Regions from separate parts of the Mus musculus genome. Here all the other regions are linked to region 2. A link is a contact called in public HiChIP or PLAC-seq data. All regions are on one chromosome and are shown on one strand. Each heading gives the region's core, a stretch centred on a gene start, on an enhancer-like site or on the middle of the called end of the contact. The rest is flanking DNA. Distances are from core to core; before and after follow the strand shown. Region 1 has its middle 28 kb from the start of Gm27162. Region 2 overlaps Ets1 (E26 avian leukemia oncogene 1, 5' domain). Region 3 overlaps Fli1 (Friend leukemia integration 1).

Region 1 (3,356 bases), core at 702-3,201, 200 kb after region 2:
TTATTTCAATTATATTTCTATTAGCATTACAATGCAAAGGCATTTACGTGCCAGTCCTGGTGGTAGATAATGGAATATGTGTCAGTCTGTTTCCTCATTCATAAAAGGAAAGCTTTCTTTGGTCCCCCTTAGGTACCTTCTAGAGTTATACGATGACTTCGGTGCTGATAAGGTTGATTGTTTAGCAGGGGCAGTCTAAAGATAGAGAATTTAGGTCCCCTGGGCAAGCTTTTGCCCCTGCATAAAATCAAAGAGGGCACGTTTTGCTAATGTGCTTTATCTTGCCCATCAGCTCTGATTACTAATTCCACAGGGTGATCACAGTTACTGGGCCTCCTCATCTAAAGAGATGCAATCCTAGGAACACTGCCCTTTGACCTACTGGCTGCCCTGTGCATTACTCACCCTGTCACTGGTCCCGAGTCTGGCCCATCATCTGCTGGGAACTCTACAGTCTGGAGAAGCAGCAGAATGAAACAGGACGCTTGCTGGGTGAGAGGGCAAGGGTGGAGACTATGACACTGGGAGGAACACGCAACTCAGGCCAAACACATAGTGTACTAAGCCTTTGAGTCCAAGGACAGAGTCAGAGAGAGGGGCCAGGTGCTCTTAAAAAATGAGGTGCCTGGCCATTGATATCCAGATGCTGGGGAAAAGTATGGGTTTGCCAAAGCAAAATTAAGGCATGAGGGCAGTGTTGACTGATGTGCTGGTGACTCTAGCAGCTTCTGTCTTTTGCTTTTGTTCTTCATTCAGAACAGAGCACTGGCTGCAATAATAAACAATGCAGAGCAGACAGAGTTCTGTAGTGAGATAACTGTGCCCCACAGACAGTGCCCCTGGGCTAGAACCTGACTTCACAGGGACCATATCCAGGTAGACAGGAACCTTGAAAGATTCCATACCAGATGTGAGTCTTGAGGACTTAACGATACACCCTTCTTTCCAAATTGGGTATATGCTTTTGATAGTTGTATTCCAGCATGTTCCTAGGAAAATGAATGATGAGTGAAAGTAGATGAGGAAATAAAACAAATTAATGTACTGACTGAGAGAATACAAAACCTTGGTAACTGAAGGAGTAAGAAATGATAAGCCTAAAAACTCCAGCACTGTCAGAAACAGGGCTCCGCAGCAGAATCACACTGTAAGCAAATTCCTCCATCACTTTATCATCTCGGGGGTGGATGTGCAAGGGGTGTTTGTGAAGTTAAGTTTGAAAGTAGTGAGAGATGACGGAGGCAGATGCACAAAGCTACTCTTCTCTCCATTCACCAATGTGTGAGATCTGAGGTAATGTGCTCCTACAGAAGGTGATCTTTTATGGAGAGCAAAGTCAGAGATGGAAAGGAAAGACATCTTAGTAGACACAAATGCTATGCTTCTGTGAAGGCTATGTTTGCCTTCCTAGATATTTGCCCATTAGGGTAGGCTTTTATCTTATTTATGGTTGTTCTCGCATTACACACCTCCAGCTACTAAACTCTGGAAATCTAGGGGTTGAGGTGGAAATTGCAATTATCAAGTTTTCTACATAATGAGAACCAAGGAAAGGATGCCGTCTGACTCTCAAAGCCAGTACCTTTGCCTTTAACGTAGAATCCACAGTCAATCCAGGCTCTCATGCATCCTTTGCTGCTGATCACATGGAAGCCCTTTGTTCTCGGGGATGTTTGAATGTAGACAAACCTTCAGACTAGGCCATGCTGGCTCTCACTGAAGCACTTGCTGGAGTAAATCAGAGCTGATGGATTCAGCTTGAGGAGGGGCTGGAGAGATGCTTGCAGAGTGCCGTAAACAGGACATGGAGGAAGTCGGGAGCTGGATTGGAGTTGTTAACCCCCCCTACACCCCATTGTCAGGAAATGTGGGGAGCTGACAGCTACAGAGCACACAATGATGCAGCAGGAAGTGGCCTTTATAAATACAGAGGTCAGGGCCAGCCCGGCAAACAATAGGGGAAATGATGAAGGCAGGCAGTGGGCGTGGGGGGCAGAGAGGACCTGGATGATTCTATCAGTGACAAGAGCTGAGCAAGGAGTTGTGGGGTTTGCTGAAGGAGGTCTGGGGGTTGCAAATAAAACAATACAAGTTGCCAGGTGACTCAGTAGCCACAACAGAAGGCAGTGGGATGTGTAAATAGTTTACTGTATGGGCCATTGTTCCTTCAAGAACCTCTCCCTAGCTTCTACGTGTCAAAGGTCTCTCTGTTACTGACTTACCGGAAGCTAGTCCAGTGTTCAGAGGGTGCTATTCTGTGCCATGGGGCAATGGGCTATTGGACCATATTCTTTGTCTGTGTTTACCTTGGAACCCCAATGAAAGCAAGACGGAGGATCTGCAGGAATCAGGCTAAGGGTCCGGTGCTCAGCTTTGGTGTCATCTCTCTGGATCTCTCTAGTGAATGGATGTAGATGAACAGGGAGCTACTTTATTAAGTCATAAATGTACTGTTGTAAGTAAGCTGAGACTCAGAGTACAGAAGAGGCAACAAATCAAGGTGGGATGCTTGGCTGCTTCTCCAGAATGAAATTCCATGTTGGTTAAGCAGGTGAGCAAGTGGATACTTGTAAAGTTTTCTAAAGAACCTACAGTATTTACTTAGTGGCCTGTGCTATTCTTCCTATGAATTGACTACCTCAATCTTTTAGGCTCAGTTTCCACTCAGTACTCGGATACCTATGGAATGCTAAGCTTCTAGGAACAATGAGATTCCACATAAGACCCTTCTTCCTTTCCATCGTTGCCCAGGCAGCCCATGTCTGTGGAATATTAGATATTCATATTTTATCTTGACATGCTAGCTGTGTTAAAGAAGCAAGCATATGTTACATTTGTCCCTGGAGCATATGTGATTGTACTGAAATCAAATACTATGTTTAATCCTTCCAGATATTTATTTATTTATTTATTTACTTATTTATTTATTTATTTTTGGTTTTTCGAGACAGGGTTTCTATGTATAGCCCTGGCTGTTCTGGAACTCACTCTGTAGACAAGGCTGGCTTCGAACTCAGAAATCCACTTGCCTCTGCCTCCCAAGTGCTGGGATTACAGGCATACACCACCACTGTAATCACAAAGGCATAGGCTATATGTGAATACATATTGTGTACTATCAATAGGATGTTACATGTACCATATACCACATATTGTTTTAAAGTATTTCATTACAAATTATACACACACACACACACACACACACACACACACACACACATGTATATATATACACACACACACACATATATATAGTATCATTTTGATCAGTGACTATTTGAAAATATGGAAAATTTGAAACATAAAATTGGATATAGAATATCTTCTCAACTGTAAATATACATGTAAATTTAAAA
Region 2 (3,492 bases), core at 1-2,500:
ATTAAGTATTATTTATGAAATATAAAGTTTACTTTGTAAGTTCAACTTCAGAGGGGGCAGACACACACACACAAACACAGACACTCACATAGATAGACAAACAGACACACAGAGAGAGGTAGACAGAGACAGACAGACACACACAGGGAGGGAGAGAGAGAGAGAGAGAGAGAGAGAGAGAGAGAGAGAGAGAGAGAGAGAGAGAGAGCATGAGTGAGCTCCTGTCAGGAGGATTCTAGCCATATCAGTGTACCTGCTTGTATGACTCTGGGAAAAAATAATTTCATTTATTCTGAATCTCACTTTCTTTTCGGTTTTTTGAGACAGGGTTTCTCTCTGTAGCCCTGGCTGTCCTGGAACTCACTCTGTAGATCAGGCTGGCCTCGAACTCAGAAATCTGCCTGCCTCTGCCTCCCAAGTGCTGGGATTAAAGGCGTGCACCACCACGCCGGGCTTTGAATCTCACTTTCTTAATTGGCCAAGTAAGTCACTTAGAAAAGCTAAGGTTTCTCTTAACACTGATGGCTTGTGACTTTGGGCAACAGTAAAGGCTGGTAAACAACATAGACTGCTATTGATGAGGTAGACAGGTCACTACTTTGACTCAGTCACTGGGGAGTTTTTGGGTACCTCTGTAAAGGGCAGCTTGTACAAGAAGATATTAGGAATTGTGCAAAGCTATCCCAACGATCACATGTAACAGGCTTCCCAGTTAATGCCTGGTTTCAACTTGTCTGGGATCATTTCTGAATATGTCATTTCAGGTAGTGCTGGGCCAGGAGTCATGTCTTCCAGTACAACAGCTTCCTTTTCTGCATAATCATTGGCCACAGGGCCAGCTAAAGGCAGTTCCAGGGAGGGGTCTGAATTGGAGGAAGACATAATGTAGGTTAGGAGTCTGGTAGGCAGAGCAACGAACCCAGCTGTATCCTCACAGCTGCCCATGCGGTCTGAGTAATGACTTATTTCATGGAAGCTGCCCCTTCTTGTTGCTCTGTTCTGTTGAGAAACAGTCCCCTCCTGCAGCTGGAATGTACTCCGCTGTGAGGCATCTCAGCACCTTTTCCTGACAAGCCTGGTGAGACAAGGTCCTCACTGCCTGTTTGCACAGAGGGAAGGGCCCATGCCTGCCTGTGGGACTGTTCACAGGTGCTTCCTGGGCAGCAACCGGCTGACCCCTCCATGGGCATGGCCTGCCTGGTGGAGTTGGGGGCAGGCAAGATGCCACCTGCTTTGACTTCCCAGTCATCCAGGAAGCTCTAACTGTGTGCTGGTGTGTCAACAGCGACCCTCTCGCTTCTCAAAGGCTCCCTTTGTGGCTGGCTGTGGCGTCGCCTACGCATGTTTGTTATCTGTGATCTCATTTTATTGATGTTATTTCTACATTTTGAGAAAGATCTGTGACAGTTACCCCTTCTTTGGGAAACAAGGGCCTAGGTACAGCTTGTTGATTTGGAAGGAAAACCAGGAAGACTGCCATTGAGTTCTTATCAGAGGGCAGATCTAACTCCTACCCATCTTTATTTTTTTGGTGCTGTTGTGGTGTTCCCCCCCTCCATGTGTGTGTGTGTGTGTGTGTGTGTGTGTGTGTACATATATACATACATATATTTGTATATTAGGTTTTGAATACTAGGTATGCGGCAAAGACCCTGATTGTCTTATCCTACTCTGTAGTAGTGAAACGTTTATTCCCGTTTCATAGATAAGAAAGTGAGATGTTAAAACCTTATCACAAAGGTCCTAAGCACACATTCAAACCCAGCAGTAGCCAGTTCTAAAAATCACATGGATGATATCAACACGGTTTTTGAAATACTTAGATGTTGAATTCGGAGGGGACACTGAGATCTGCTGTGCATGTTTAGCAGTCTGCCTAAGTACTGCCTTGTAATTTGGTAATGTGTTACAGTTTGACACACGCCTTTACCCAGCAGAGACCCCAGTAATCCCTATGAGTTGCCGATATTTTGTGAAAAAGGAGAGTATACAGAAGGGATGCCAAGTTGTTCTCTCAGTGCCACATGCACCATATGGTAAAACCACAGCTGGACTTTGTCAGATGTCCTGATGGCTCCATTTAGCCACCCAGCTTATATATTTCTCTTGTGTGGTGAGTGCCTCCACAATAGTCATAATAACCACTAACATGAGACAGAAATGTCAGCAAGGCAGTCGCCCCTTTTTTGTTGCTGCAAGTACCCTTCCTCTACATCTTCAGTGAGTCTACATGGGTGCTAACTAGAGATCTGGGAACAGGGTGCCCAGACCCTTGATGTCACATCTAGGAAAGTGGCAGAGATACCCAAAATACCAGGAGCAGACAGGAAAGTGGCTTGCTCTGTAGGGCACTGGACAAACTAATGTGCACTTTTCTTTGGAGAGAGGTTGACTTTGGACCTTAAGAAGGTTGAGTTTTGTTGTTTTGTTGTTTTTTTGTTTTTGTTTTCTTGGTTTTCTTTTGTATTTTTATTCCTAAGAGATTTGAAAAGAATCCCCCAGCCCTGTTTTCCTGTATTAAACTGAAATGTGCTTTGCTTGGGCCTTCTGTGCCTCCGTGTGTGTAGAGTGAGGTGGATTTTTATGAACAAAGGGAAAGTCAGACAGCTGGAGGTTGCTTCTAAACACAACAAAACAGAGTAGAAAAATTTGAATGTCATAGTACGTGTTATATAAAAGAACTGTGCCCGAGAGGCATACCAGAATTAATGACATCTTAGATGAATGGTGTATTCTTCCTATTCAAAACAGAAGTACCATTTAAGCTGTGGCACCAGGTATAGGTGTGTGTGTGTGTGTGTGTGTGTGTGTGTGTGTGTGTGTGTGTGTTCACTCAGAAACTAGTTAGATTGGACCAGATCTCTAATTATTCTTCTTAAGACATGTCAGTACCCTTGCCTCCTCTCCTTGTTTTGATCTTGCTGGAAGCAAGCTAAATGACAAACTAACTGTTGACCTGAGAAGTATTCCCTTGGGCTTGCTACTATTTTCTTGCAAATGCATATCAATCCTAAGTAGCTGCCCAATAACATGGTGTTCCCTGGAGGACTACGTGGGGCGGGGGTGGGGGTGGGGGGTAAGGATGGGAAGGAGGTGGTGGTACAACAGCTTATAGCAAAAACAGAAAGAAGAGCTTTAAGTTTGGCACTTTCTAGTCTGGGCACTCAATTCTTGTCAGGAAAATTTTAGAACACATATAAAGTAAATCTTAATGCATCCAGAAGGTGACTCTCCTCTTCAAACCAGGATCAGTATCTGATGTAGAACCTCCCACTTACAAGTAGCTCACAGCAGGCCTAAAGGATCAGTCCTTGATCTTATCATGCCTGACCTGAAGAGTTCCTCTGCTGTGCACTGAGCTGTCGGGAAGAGGTTGTCATCTTGTGTCCTTCTGAGGCCTGAGTCTGTTTTGACTCCAGGCCTCCAGGTAATTGTTACCTGTGCATAGTCTCTGTCTTCTTGAAGGATGCTGTTCTGAGTAGGCTGACACTC
Region 3 (3,299 bases), core at 498-2,997, 220 kb before region 2:
GATCCTTCGACTTCTGATTCCCAAGTGTTGGGATTAAAGGTGTGTACTCCCCCACCCCCGACTCCCCCAACTCACACTTTTAAACTAGACAGGTTAAATAGCCAGGCCTGGTGGCTCACACCTGTAGCCTAACGCTTGGGGATGCTTAAGGCTAGACAGATCCAGAGTTTGAGGACCCAGTCTAGGTTACTTAGCAAGATCTGTGTCAAAAAGTAAAGCTAGAATAACTATTGTTTGATGTTCCCAAGACAATTTTGTAACCATAACCCTTTAAAATGTAAGTTGGGTCCTCATGCTACCAAGACGGAAACCAAACCTTAAAGAGACCCAGGACTTGCCTGGGGTTCCTCAGCTCCAGAATGACAACTCCAGTTGACTGACTGCAGGGATCATACGCTCTGCAGCCATTTTCAGTTTGTCCCCTCTAATCTCAGGCTGCACACACACAGGCAGACCCTTCTCAGAGCCCTGGGAAGCCTGGCTTGCCCTAGTCATTTCCTTGGTCACCAAACTCCCTTTTGAGACTGCTCTCTCTGCTAAGAGGATGTGTCCCCTGATGATCTGCCTGTAGGAATGGTTCACAGTCACTCTTGTAGAAGTGGATTAGTCACAGGGGCACCCAGTTCAGGCCCTCTTCCTCCCAAGTACTTATCTCTCTGGCTCACCCTCTCTTTTCTTCTCTACTCTCCTTCTTTCTTCTGTTTCTCTCTTCTGCCACTTAGGACATAATATCAGCACAAGGCCCCCTCTCCAGTTCATGCCCTTTGGCATCTTCCAGTCTGCAGAACCCATAAGGCCAACTTTTTTTTTTTTTTTAGCACAGCCAGCCTGTGGCATTGTGCTAGAGCAGCACAAAACATCCAAAGACACCATCCCTGTCTCAAATTGCCACTTGCTGGGGAGGCAGCTTCTGCAGTGGATGGTCCAGAGAGGGGTGCTCCCCTGATTGCAGTGACAGTGGGATTCCTTGCATATGAAAGGATTTCATTGGGATTAACAAATTAGGATGATGGGCCTAAGTGGGTTCAAAGGACAGGATCTCTGTGACCTCTCAGGGGATGCTACACACCAGGATCCAGAGCCCAGGCCTCTTCTAACTGTGCCTCCAGTCAGCTGCTTCTCCATCTCTCTCTGGGCTTGTGTGTGTCTTTGCCTGTTGACTTTGAGTCCTCGCCATTACTTTTTGACTGCAACCACATTTAAAGGGCATTGCTAAAGATCAAAGTTAAACTCTCCTCCCACAGAGCATGATCATACTGCTGAATGTGGAAACTCACAGGATGGGGGATTCTAGACCTGTCTGTGTCCCAAGAAGAGAATGTTTTGCGCTACGGTTTTACTTTCTGTTTCTCTCTCTCTCTCTCTCTCTCTCTCTCTCTCTCTCTCTCTCTCTCTCTCTCTCTCTCTCACACACACACACACACACACACACACACACACGGAGGTTGATGCTAGATATCCTTCTTGATCACTCTCATTTTTTTATTGAAATTTTTTCATGAAGTATGTTTTGATCATATTACTTGCCCTTCCCTCTCTTTTTGATCTGGCACTCATCACTTTGGCAAGACTGGTTGGCTGGTGAGTTCCAGGAATCCTCCTGTCTCTGTGTTTCTAGAGTTAGGGCTATAGACAAAGGCCTCCTCATCTGGTTTTTATGTGGGCGTTGCGGACCTGAACTCGGGTCCTCATGCCTGCACAGTAATTCAGGTATTGACTAAGCAATCTCCTTAGTCCCTGCTTTCTGTTTCACCTCGATGAATCTGACCTCGCAGAAGTCTGCCTTTTTAAGAAGGCAGTGGAGACACTGGGGTTGATAGAGCTCTGTTGCACTTAAATCAGTGGTCTTCAGCCTTCCCAATGCTGCAACCCTTTAATATAATCCCTCATTTTGTGGAGACCCCCCAACCATAAAATGACTTTTGTTGCTACTTCATTACTGTAATTTTACTACTCTTCTGAGTTATAATGTAAATATCTGAATTTCCCAATGATCTTAGACAACCTCAAAAGGAGTCATGAACTCATAGGTTGAGATCCACTGGCTATGTCCTCCCATCTGACCACCAGGCGACAATCTCTCCAGATAACAAAACTGGAGGTGATCTAAGGTGGACCTCCATGGTGCCGTGGGACTGGGCAGGATGAAGGCAGGCTGTTGACTGACTGGGGTTAGGAACTTTGAACTGTTCTTCCCTGTTCTGCCAGGCCTGATACCGGGCAGGATTAAAAGCCTGAGTGCTACAGGAGGAAATAATAAAAGAGAATTCTCAGTTAAGAGGGCAGAATTGGGTCCCACAGGCAAGTTTGGCTCAGGTGAGTTGTACTTGGGAGGTTGCTGACACACAGTAGAAGATGTGATTTCTGTCTTGCTGTTGGGCTTTGTCCTGCCTGTTTTCTCCAGATGGCAGTAGCAGTCATATGAAATACCAGAGAACTGGTTGTTTGTCTCCCCCAAAGCCCAATCAAGACCTGAAGAGATAACAGAAGACTCTGAAGATGGGAGGAGAGAAGGAGGCAGTGTAGACCTGCCAGCCTGCTCTCTCCTCAGGGGCAGAGGCTTGTTCATCAGGGGATAACATGCTTGCTGCCAGTTTGCTTAAACATTGAGGAGAGGAGATAGGATAGGTGGCTGGAACTCTGGGGTATTGCTTTGACTCCTAGGGCCACAAAAACTTTCTTTTTATTTCCTCATATACTGATTCTGATCTAATCAAGAGAAAAGCAATGTCAGCCTTCCAGATCCTTTCCTCCTTCCTTTGCTTGAACACTTCTCAGGATCTAGTAGGTATACAATCTGTTATTCTGAGGAATAAAAACCCCAGAGCATGATGGGAAAGGCAGAAATCCTTGCCTCCCTCTCCTTCTCCCTCTTTCCCTCCTCTTCACCAACACCTCTACCACTAACTGACATCTTCTTTCCGCACTGCAGCATTTTTGGAGAAGCTTTGACCTTTGCTCTCCATCCCAGCCTGGTCCTCTTTTAAAACAAGCCACATCCGTTGGCTATTTCTAATGCAAAGCCACTGAGCACTCTTTTTTTTTTTTTTTGCCACTGAGCACTCTTGTCAAACAATCACTGGAGGTCTTTTTCTTAGAAACTACAACCTGAACCCACAATTTTCTCCTGTGACAGTTACCACGGCAACCAGACTTCTCAGACTCACCAGAAGCCCTGAAGGAAACAAGCACACAAGGGGGCCCTCTGCTTCCACCCCTTCACTAACCCTGGTGGAACCACCTAGAACAGTAATTCTCAACTTGTGGGTCACGACCCCCACAGTGGTTGCATATCAGAT

Evidence for each region. HiChIP or PLAC-seq counts read pairs in DNA pulled down with a chosen protein or histone mark.
Region 1: a FOXA1 HiChIP or PLAC-seq map of pancreatic cancer cells shows a contact between it and region 2. The contact joins two enhancer-like sites. A contact is called at or near these places in 10 of 484 Hi-C or Micro-C datasets (CD8 T cells, Th1 cells, effector CD8 T cells and 4 more) and 7 of 115 datasets of contacts at active chromatin or transcription factors (CD8 T cells, bone marrow-derived macrophages, extraembryonic endoderm stem cells and 4 more).
Region 3: a contact with region 2 is called in a BATF HiChIP or PLAC-seq map of CD8 T cells, with 10 read pairs. The contact joins two enhancer-like sites. A contact is called at or near these places in 1 of 39 promoter capture datasets (macrophages), 5 of 484 Hi-C or Micro-C datasets (CD8 T cells, Th1 cells, large pre-B cells and 1 more), 4 of 115 datasets of contacts at active chromatin or transcription factors (the 230-238 cell line, CD8 T cells, double positive thymocytes and 1 more) and 1 of 9 other capture datasets (adipose tissue).

The regions. Positions count from the first base shown.
Region 1 is chr9:32,899,555-32,902,910 of GRCm38.p6, forward strand. No RefSeq gene overlaps it. Among named protein-coding and RNA genes, the nearest start is that of Gm27162, 28 kb to the right of the region's middle. Within about 2 kb of position 1,952, at least 53 of the 459 cell types and tissues checked have an H3K27ac peak or open chromatin away from gene starts, as enhancers often do. A contact at or near this core is called in CD8 T cells, Th1 cells, effector CD8 T cells and 4 more, where this site is marked.
Region 2 is chr9:32,705,076-32,708,567 of GRCm38.p6, forward strand. All of the region lies in intron 3 of Ets1 (E26 avian leukemia oncogene 1, 5' domain), which reads left to right. Among named protein-coding and RNA genes, the nearest start is that of Ets1, 71 kb to the left of the region's middle. Within about 2 kb of position 1,251, at least 93 of the 459 cell types and tissues checked have an H3K27ac peak or open chromatin away from gene starts, as enhancers often do. A contact at or near this core is called in CD8 T cells, Th1 cells, effector CD8 T cells and 4 more, where this site is marked.
Region 3 is chr9:32,486,349-32,489,647 of GRCm38.p6, forward strand. All of the region lies in intron 1 of Fli1 (Friend leukemia integration 1), which reads right to left. Among named protein-coding and RNA genes, the nearest start is that of Gm22060, 41 kb to the left of the region's middle. Within about 2 kb of position 1,748, at least 19 of the 459 cell types and tissues checked have an H3K27ac peak or open chromatin away from gene starts, as enhancers often do. A contact at or near this core is called in CD8 T cells and Th1 cells, where this site is marked.